Regions from separate parts of the Zea mays genome. Here region 1 is linked to region 2. The links are chromatin contacts, called in public Hi-C maps. All regions are on one chromosome and are shown on one strand. The core of a region is the stretch at or near the end of the contact, and the rest is flanking DNA. Distances in the headings are between cores, read along the strand shown.

The links. Hi-C and Micro-C count contacts between places; a contact is called where the count stands out from the background.
Region 1: a contact with region 2 is called in a Hi-C map of tassel, with 2.2 times the contacts expected there. The contact joins the promoter of LOC100283284 here to the promoter of LOC100280932 in region 2. A contact is called at or near these places in 3 of 25 Hi-C or Micro-C datasets (bundle sheath, leaf and tassel).

Annotation. Positions count from the first base shown.
Region 1 is chr10:147,699,452-147,703,047 of Zm-B73-REFERENCE-NAM-5.0, forward strand. LOC100283284 (cysteine protease 1) reads right to left here and starts at 1,848. Exons shown (of 5, transcript NM_001156186.2): 1 at 1,303-1,848; 2 at 1-207. The coding sequence starts at 1,771.
Region 2 is chr10:147,437,930-147,441,687 of Zm-B73-REFERENCE-NAM-5.0, forward strand. LOC100280932 reads right to left here and starts at 2,165. Exons shown (of 1, transcript NM_001153852.3): 1 at 867-2,165. The coding sequence starts at 2,000. The coding sequence ends at 1,299.

The sequences.
Region 1 (3,596 bases), core at 598-3,097, 260 kb after region 2:
CCTTGTAAGGGTAATCCTCCTCGGTGTCGATTCCGCCGTTGTTGATGATGAACTCAAACGCATAGTCCATCAAACCTCCATTGCACCCCTGGTTGTATGAAGTGTCACAGTCAACAAGCTCCTGCTCAGACAAGGAGATCATGTCGCCAGTAACAATCTGGTTGATGCCTTCCACAGCCGCTATTGTTGAGAAAGCCCAGCAACTCCCTGGAAAAGATAAACATATATCAGATTCCAGTACCAATATGTTATCAATATTATTGTTTAGTCATCCACGTCGATTAAAAAAGGCGGACAAGTAACAAGTCAGAGTTATAAACTCCAAAGAGTGAAAGTTAACCTGCAATAGAGTGGAAAACATCATTATCACTTTAGACCTAGTTTAGGTACTATAGTAATGAGAAAATCGGAGTGGATTAAGATGTATTGTGAGTGTTTTTTTATCTATTGCGGATGTAAATACTCTCTAATCCCTCCAAACCACTTCAATATTAGAGTACTCAAACTAGACACTTTATGGACATAGCATTTTTTTTAAGAGAATAATTTTTTGGTTGTGACCGGTGAATAGGGTGTGGACCAATAGAAACGTGAAACGGTCACAAGAGCCGTGAATCCGTGATGAAAGTCGTCTCCAAGAGCCTACTATCTGGAATCATGAATGAAGTGAGCATATTGGCCCAGCCACCTTGTCAGCTAGACAGCGACTGCTAGTGTAAATATCTTTCTTGGTTGCTCCTTCCAGGAAGGTCACTGCCTCGCAAGGTTTAAAGGTGATGTCCATGTTCGATGAACCTACCTACATAGTATGTGTCCCCCTTCATGCAAGGCAATAAAGATCAAATACACGGATCACTTTTCCACCTTCCGTAGCGAAAATCGTTCTACTAATATTTGTCACGCCCACGCACAAGACACAGAACCAGTACCAGTACCAGTACCAAATGGAATATTTTTAAATAGTTTTATTTGTTAGTGTGTCTCGAATTCAAGTGCATGCTAATCTATATACGCGTGGCATCTGCGCAACCACCCACCCGTTTTGGTGCCCGGCTAACGAATCGCAGAACGTGAAGCTGAGCGTTGACCTTCAGCTAGTCCCCTGCTCTCTCTCTCTCTCTCTCTCTCTCTCTCTCTCTCTCTCTGTTCATGTGGATAACAGTAACAAACTACCGCAAGTTGTGGATGAGCAGACTTGACAGTTTTCCCCATGTTCTATCTAGAATTATTCTTGATTCAGAAGCAGGAGAGGGATAAAAAAAAGAAGAAAGTGGAAGGGCGGAGATCGATATGGAAGCTCACCGCAGCTGCCCTGGTCCTTGACCTCCGCGACGGCGCCCTTGGCCCGCCAGTCGACGGACTCCGGCAGGTCCTCGTTGTCGCCGGCCAGGTACCTGTCACCGAGCCTCCTCTCCCTCTGCGGCCTGCTCCTGACGCCGAGGTAGGTGGCGCGGTACTCGTCGTTGGTGAGGTCGGCGAAGCGGTTGAGCCCGAGGCGGAAGGAGTGGACGCCCGCGTCGGCGGCGGCGTTGTGGGCGTCGACGTAGCGGAGGTTGTCCCTGAACACCTCGAACCTGCGCTCCTCCTCGCCGACGGCGTTGTAGGTCCGGCCGTGCGCCGCCATCCACTCGGCGTACATCCGCCGCGCCTCCTCCTCGCTCCGCTCGCCGTAGGAGACGATCGACATGCTGTCCGCCGCCGCGGCGAGCGGCGCGAGCAGCAGCAGAAGCAGCGCCGCCGCCGACGCGAGCGGCGTGGTGGAGGCGCCCATCTCCGCCGCGATGCAGGAACGGGAAGGCTAGCTAGATAGGGGGAGGAAGGAGCGGAACGGACCGGAGCAGAGCAGATGGATGAGAGTTGAGATGGAGGCCCTTCCTTTTAATACAAGTGGGCGAGGGAGCGGTGGGCCCAGATTCCGTGATCCCCTTGTTTTTTTAAATTCATTCGCATCTAATCTACTGGACCAGTCAGCTGTACGATATTTTCCGTTGGTTTTTTATTGGTCGTGGGGTTGTGGAGCGGAAGTGGACAGGTTGGATTGGATTGGATGAGGGCGACCTTTTTTATTCTTACCCGACTGTGTGGGCTACGAACTGATATTAATGGTTCATATTTATTTTTAATTTTTATTTTATTTTCCTATTCAAATGGGATACAGTATTATCGATTTGTGACGGGTAAGATTTACATAGATATTGATATCTTCAATATCTAACTTTAAGTGTATAAATATAGATATAAATAAAATACGAATTGAATATTGAATACCGACTCAAATATAAATTAGATATCAACACGTTTAGACGGATCAAATTCGAATACATACTGATAATATCGGTAATCGATATTTACATAGAGTACCATTTACTATCTCTAGCAAGAAATACTTTAAATTTAAAGTTTCCCAATCTCGTTTTTATCTCCAACAACTTCCGCTAAAATAGAGTCTGCAGCTGATCCGCCAATTCTGGCGCTTGCTGTATACGGTAGCGCATGACGGTTGGACGCTCGATCGGTTATTGGCTGACATACGCTGCCTCCTGCCATGCTACAGTACGAGCTATGGTGAATGCGCTGGTCCCGTCAGACTCCCAACCAGTCCAATACTGCTTCTACACATTAATGAAAAAATAGTACGTTGGAATTTTCTTTTTATTAATATGGCTGGAAAAAGAAATGGAGTATAAGATAGGATAAAATTTAAAGTATGTTGTTGAGACTTTATATAGTAGATATATGAAAGCCGTTTCAAAACGGTGTTACTGACGCTATCCACGTCGGTAGAAATTCTCCTAGCTACTTGATTGTAAATCAATGGCTCACCTTCGCCTCTCGAGACTTTAGTACTGACTCTCCTCACTCCCTCGTTACCTTCGCCTCTCGAGACTTCTGGACGCTTTGACTGCGACCGCCTCTCCTCACTCTTGCCATCTCGTCCCTCCTCCTCCTCGCTCCATCCGCATCTTCCATCTTCAAGTTGCTTCATCTTCCATCGTTTCGTCCTTACGACATCATCCGCTCTGAGAAATTCGTCGCTTTCTTCATCGGCTCCGCTTCTTCCTCGAGTTGTCAAATTAGAAAAAAGGTTCGCTTTTCTTTTTCCCCAAGTTGTGTGCTTGCGGCGGATCTGCCTTCTTCCGCTTCGGCTGTCTCCCCAATTTCCCATCTTCTTATTCCCTCGACACCCCACGGCCCCACATTCCCTTTGGGCAGCACACCAGCTCCACACATCTGACCTGTTGGGTTTGTGTTCTATTCGGTGTTTGCCAAGTCCCATTACCCATTTTCACTTATCCCAAATCGGCCAGAGGATAGGTTCTGTGCTTTCCTTTTTATTTTCCCCAATTTCTGCATTTCCCCTCCTTCTATAGTCTCCTTAGATCAGGTTCTGCAGACAAAAGCACCAGAAAATGAACATCCAAGCAACTCATTGACAAACGAAACTGAACTTTGTAAGAATCAATTTATACACTTTCTCATATCCTCAGCTCAAGCACGCCTTGCGAATTTATTTTATTAACGATACATAAAGGATTGAATTTGTATTTTAAAATCTTCATGACAGCTTCGTTTTTAACCATGTTGAGAAGTACCCT
Region 2 (3,758 bases), core at 915-3,414:
CATGTCACTGTACTAAACTATTTTATGTGCTGGAACTGAAACCCGCCTCGCTGTCGTTGCTCCGGACCGGACCACGTCGTTCGCGGTACTGCTGCCGGCATGTTCGCGCGCTAGCCTCCGTCCTCCGCCTTCGCGCGCCGCCCATGGCTCGCAGGCCCATGGAAATCTCGCACGCACGCACGACAGCTGGTCAGCTGCCAGTCGCCTTGGCATCGGGGCAAGTGCCTGCGCCGTTGAGCTGCTGCTAACAAAGCTACACAGACGGTACTTTGTCATGCTCATATGCAGCGCTCGCATACAGCGCCGTTGAAACATGATGACGCGCGCCCGCTAAGACTCCCGTAGTCCCGTTGCCTTTGCCTTCACTTCCCTTTTCCCTTTCCGATGTGGTGGGTGGCCTAACAACACCCACCCAATTACCCAAATCGCCCCATGCAAATGCAACGCGAGCATCACCGGCAGCAGGCAGGGGCACTGCTCACCCACCCTGACCCTCGGCGACCGCTATCCCGGTTCGTTAGGCGTTAGCGACTGGCCACGATGAGCTGGCAGTGGGAGGCTGGTCCATGATTGCACCCATGCAGTCCTCAGCTAACTGGCTGCCGGCCGCCCGGCGCACGAACGAAGTGACGAGGAAGCGGGCCAGCCGACCTAACGCGGCGGATTCGCGCACCAGCCGACAGCTAACTGCGTTGGTAAGCCAAGCCAAGGCGGGGGGCGATGCCGACGGAACGAAACAACTGGATCATGCCAAAGCGGGCGGCGGGGGGAGATTAGTTTATGGTGCAACTCAGGCGGCAAAGATATTAATCGCTGTCAAGCAAGGCCGATTCGAATAATCATACTGCTAGTAGTAGAACTAGTAGTGAGAGAGGGTGATGATGACTTGTTTTTCTTATCGCTGTTACAGCTGTCCTTTTTGACATTTTGGAAAGACCGCCGCTTGTGGCCGCCTCCCTCCGTCTCCGCCTGCCCTGCCCCTGCCTGCCCGCCCGCCACGCCGCCCCTGCTGCTGCTGGCCTGCTGCCTTCGTGCTTATCCACAACGTACCCAAAAGGCCAAAACCCTCGCCGCACCGCCCTCCCGCCCGCCGACCATCCGGTCGTCGAGGACGGATAGGATAGGATAGGCAGGCGGCCGGGTCAGCTGGATCGTCGTGTACGTACGTACGTACGTGGGGACGGTCGGACGGAGACGACAACGGCATGCTGCGTCGTGGGATTGGGAATAACCGATAACGGACGTCGTCGTTGAACCTCGCCTTGCGGTGCCTGCTGCTCAGCTCTCTCGCTCGCTTGTCACTCGGCGTCGGAGCTCTCGGGGCTCGGCGCACGGTTCAGATCCGGGTTCTTGACGCGCCCGCTCCACGCAGGCCGCTGCGGCTTCTGCTCCTCTTCCTCCTGCTGCTCCTCCGCGTGCACCCGCAGCTGCGGCAGGTGGTTGTGGTGCCTATGGCGCTCGCGGTGGTGCGGCGGCGGGACCACCATGCCGGTCTGGAGCGCGTCCACGCGGGACCCCACCTCGATGGCCTTCTTCCGTATGGACGCCGCGGACAGCGTGCAGCCGCCGCCGCCGCCGGCGGCGGCGGCGGCCGGGTCGCGCGCGTGCTCCCCCACGTCCACGCCATCCGCCAGCCCGAACGAGGGGATCTCCTCGGGGAAGTTGAGCCGCGCCGACCGCCCGCGCAGGTAGAACACGGCCGTGTCGTAGGCGCGCGCCGCCGCCACGGCCGTGGCGTAGGACCCCAGCCAGATGCGCGTGCGCTTGTGCGGCTCCCGGATCTCCGCCACCCACTTGCCCCACTTGCGCATGCGCACGCCGCGGTACTGCCGCCGCGGCTGCGTCTGCTGGTGCGCCGCCCCCAGCTGCGGCGCCGCCATCGCCGCCTGCTCCGCCTCCATCTTCACCGCCGCGGCCGCCAGAGGAGCCATGGCTGCGGCTGCGGCAACAGCGGCCGCAGCCGACTCCTCGATGGAAGACCGGTACTCGCCCTGCATCATCAACAGCTCAAGCCGCAAGCCGCCGCCTTTGCTGGCTGCCGCTGCCGCCTCCCCCTCTTTCTCTCTCTCTCTCTCTCCTGCTGGGGGCTGTGCAGGCAGGCGCAGCAGCAGTGGTATCTGCAGCTGCTTTTGGCGGTGGCGTGGTTTTCTTGGCTTCCCTTCCCTGTCTCTCTGTTTGCTGGGCGAGTATTTGTATTGGGATTTTGTGGGTCGAAGGGGGGATGAGTTGGGCGGAAGGCGTCGACGACACCCCCTGTACTGTGCTGTGCTGTTTGGAAGGGAGCTCTCACCGCCGGCACACAAATTGTTAGGTCCACCGGCTAACTTGCATCCGGTGCCCATCCACTGCCAACGGGCTAACTATATATGACTGGTTCCAAACTGCGGGTACGTATCTCCGGCTATGTTGTATTATTCTCTTATATCGACCCTAATTATCTACCATAGTCATATAACCTTCGTCACCTCTTATATATCGTAGTTATCTAACGCACAGTCTTCAATCTCATCTTACAATCATCTCAACACCACGTTAACTTTTCTTTTACGTACTTATAGTTGACATAAACATATTATTTTATTTAAATAAAAATACATTTGATTACATAATTAAGCAAATAAAATTACATAATCCATTTAAAATTTAAAAGTACATGGCTTAAACCAAAAAAAAATACACAATTCGTTAATATAACTATAAACTACTAGTCCTCCTCCTCATCTTCCTCTCCTACCTCGTGCACCGATTCTTTATATTCTAATTTATAAGTTGCTTTATCAATCTTTTTTCATAGCTAACTTATAGTCTTTTATCTTGTCTTCCTTCATATCAGTAATAAAACGATCTGGTAGTTTGTTAAATTACTACCACAAAGCAACTCCAATAGTTCTATAAAAAAAGAGCTTGATAAAATCATGTTTAGCAAGTTACAAAATAGCTATCCAAAGTAAAAGTAACATAGTCTCCGATAGCTGCTCATATTTAGGGAGTAATTCGATTTTCAATCTAGCTTTGGCAGCCCTGCACCTATCAGATCAGGCTGACGGTAGGGTTGGAAGCAGAGGATGTCGAGGGCAGAAGAGAAAAAGGCCGGTCGACATGACATATGGAGGAGTGATGGTCCGCTGACACAACCTATGGGACAGTAAGGTCCAACGGTAAAGGAGAAACTTATGCCAAACGTGTTTGACCTAGCTATATCACTGTGCTAGAAAGTGGAAAACGAGCTTGCTATACCTTGCTACCTCACTGTGTGGAAAATGGAAAAAATAATCATGCCAGTGTGAAGAAATTGACGTCAGGTGCATTTAAGGAGCTCCTATCGAGTTGCCAAATATAGAGATTATATAGAGTTGACAGCAACTAACTAATTAGCAAGTCTATTTAGAGAACCATTTTTTCTGTTTAATTATTAAATTTAAGACGATTTAGAGAGTTGTTTAGAGAACTATTAGAGTTACTCTAAGGAGCTCTAACAGCTTGTCCATACCTTCTTGGTTAGGGACCCTACTGTATAACAACGAGACAAAGAAGGAAAGGTAATGGTTGTGGTAGAGAAATGGCGAGAGGAAAAAGAGATTAGTAGGAAAGAGGGGTGGGGACGTACGTGTACATTAGAATCTGAGCTACAGAAATTTTGCGCTGAACCTAGGTAGGTTTCTGCCACGTAGAATATAAAAGGTGAATTGATGTACACAGGCCTAGCTGTGGACGGAGCCACGGAAGCGATCCCGTGAAGAAGCTTACCTGTTGGGCAC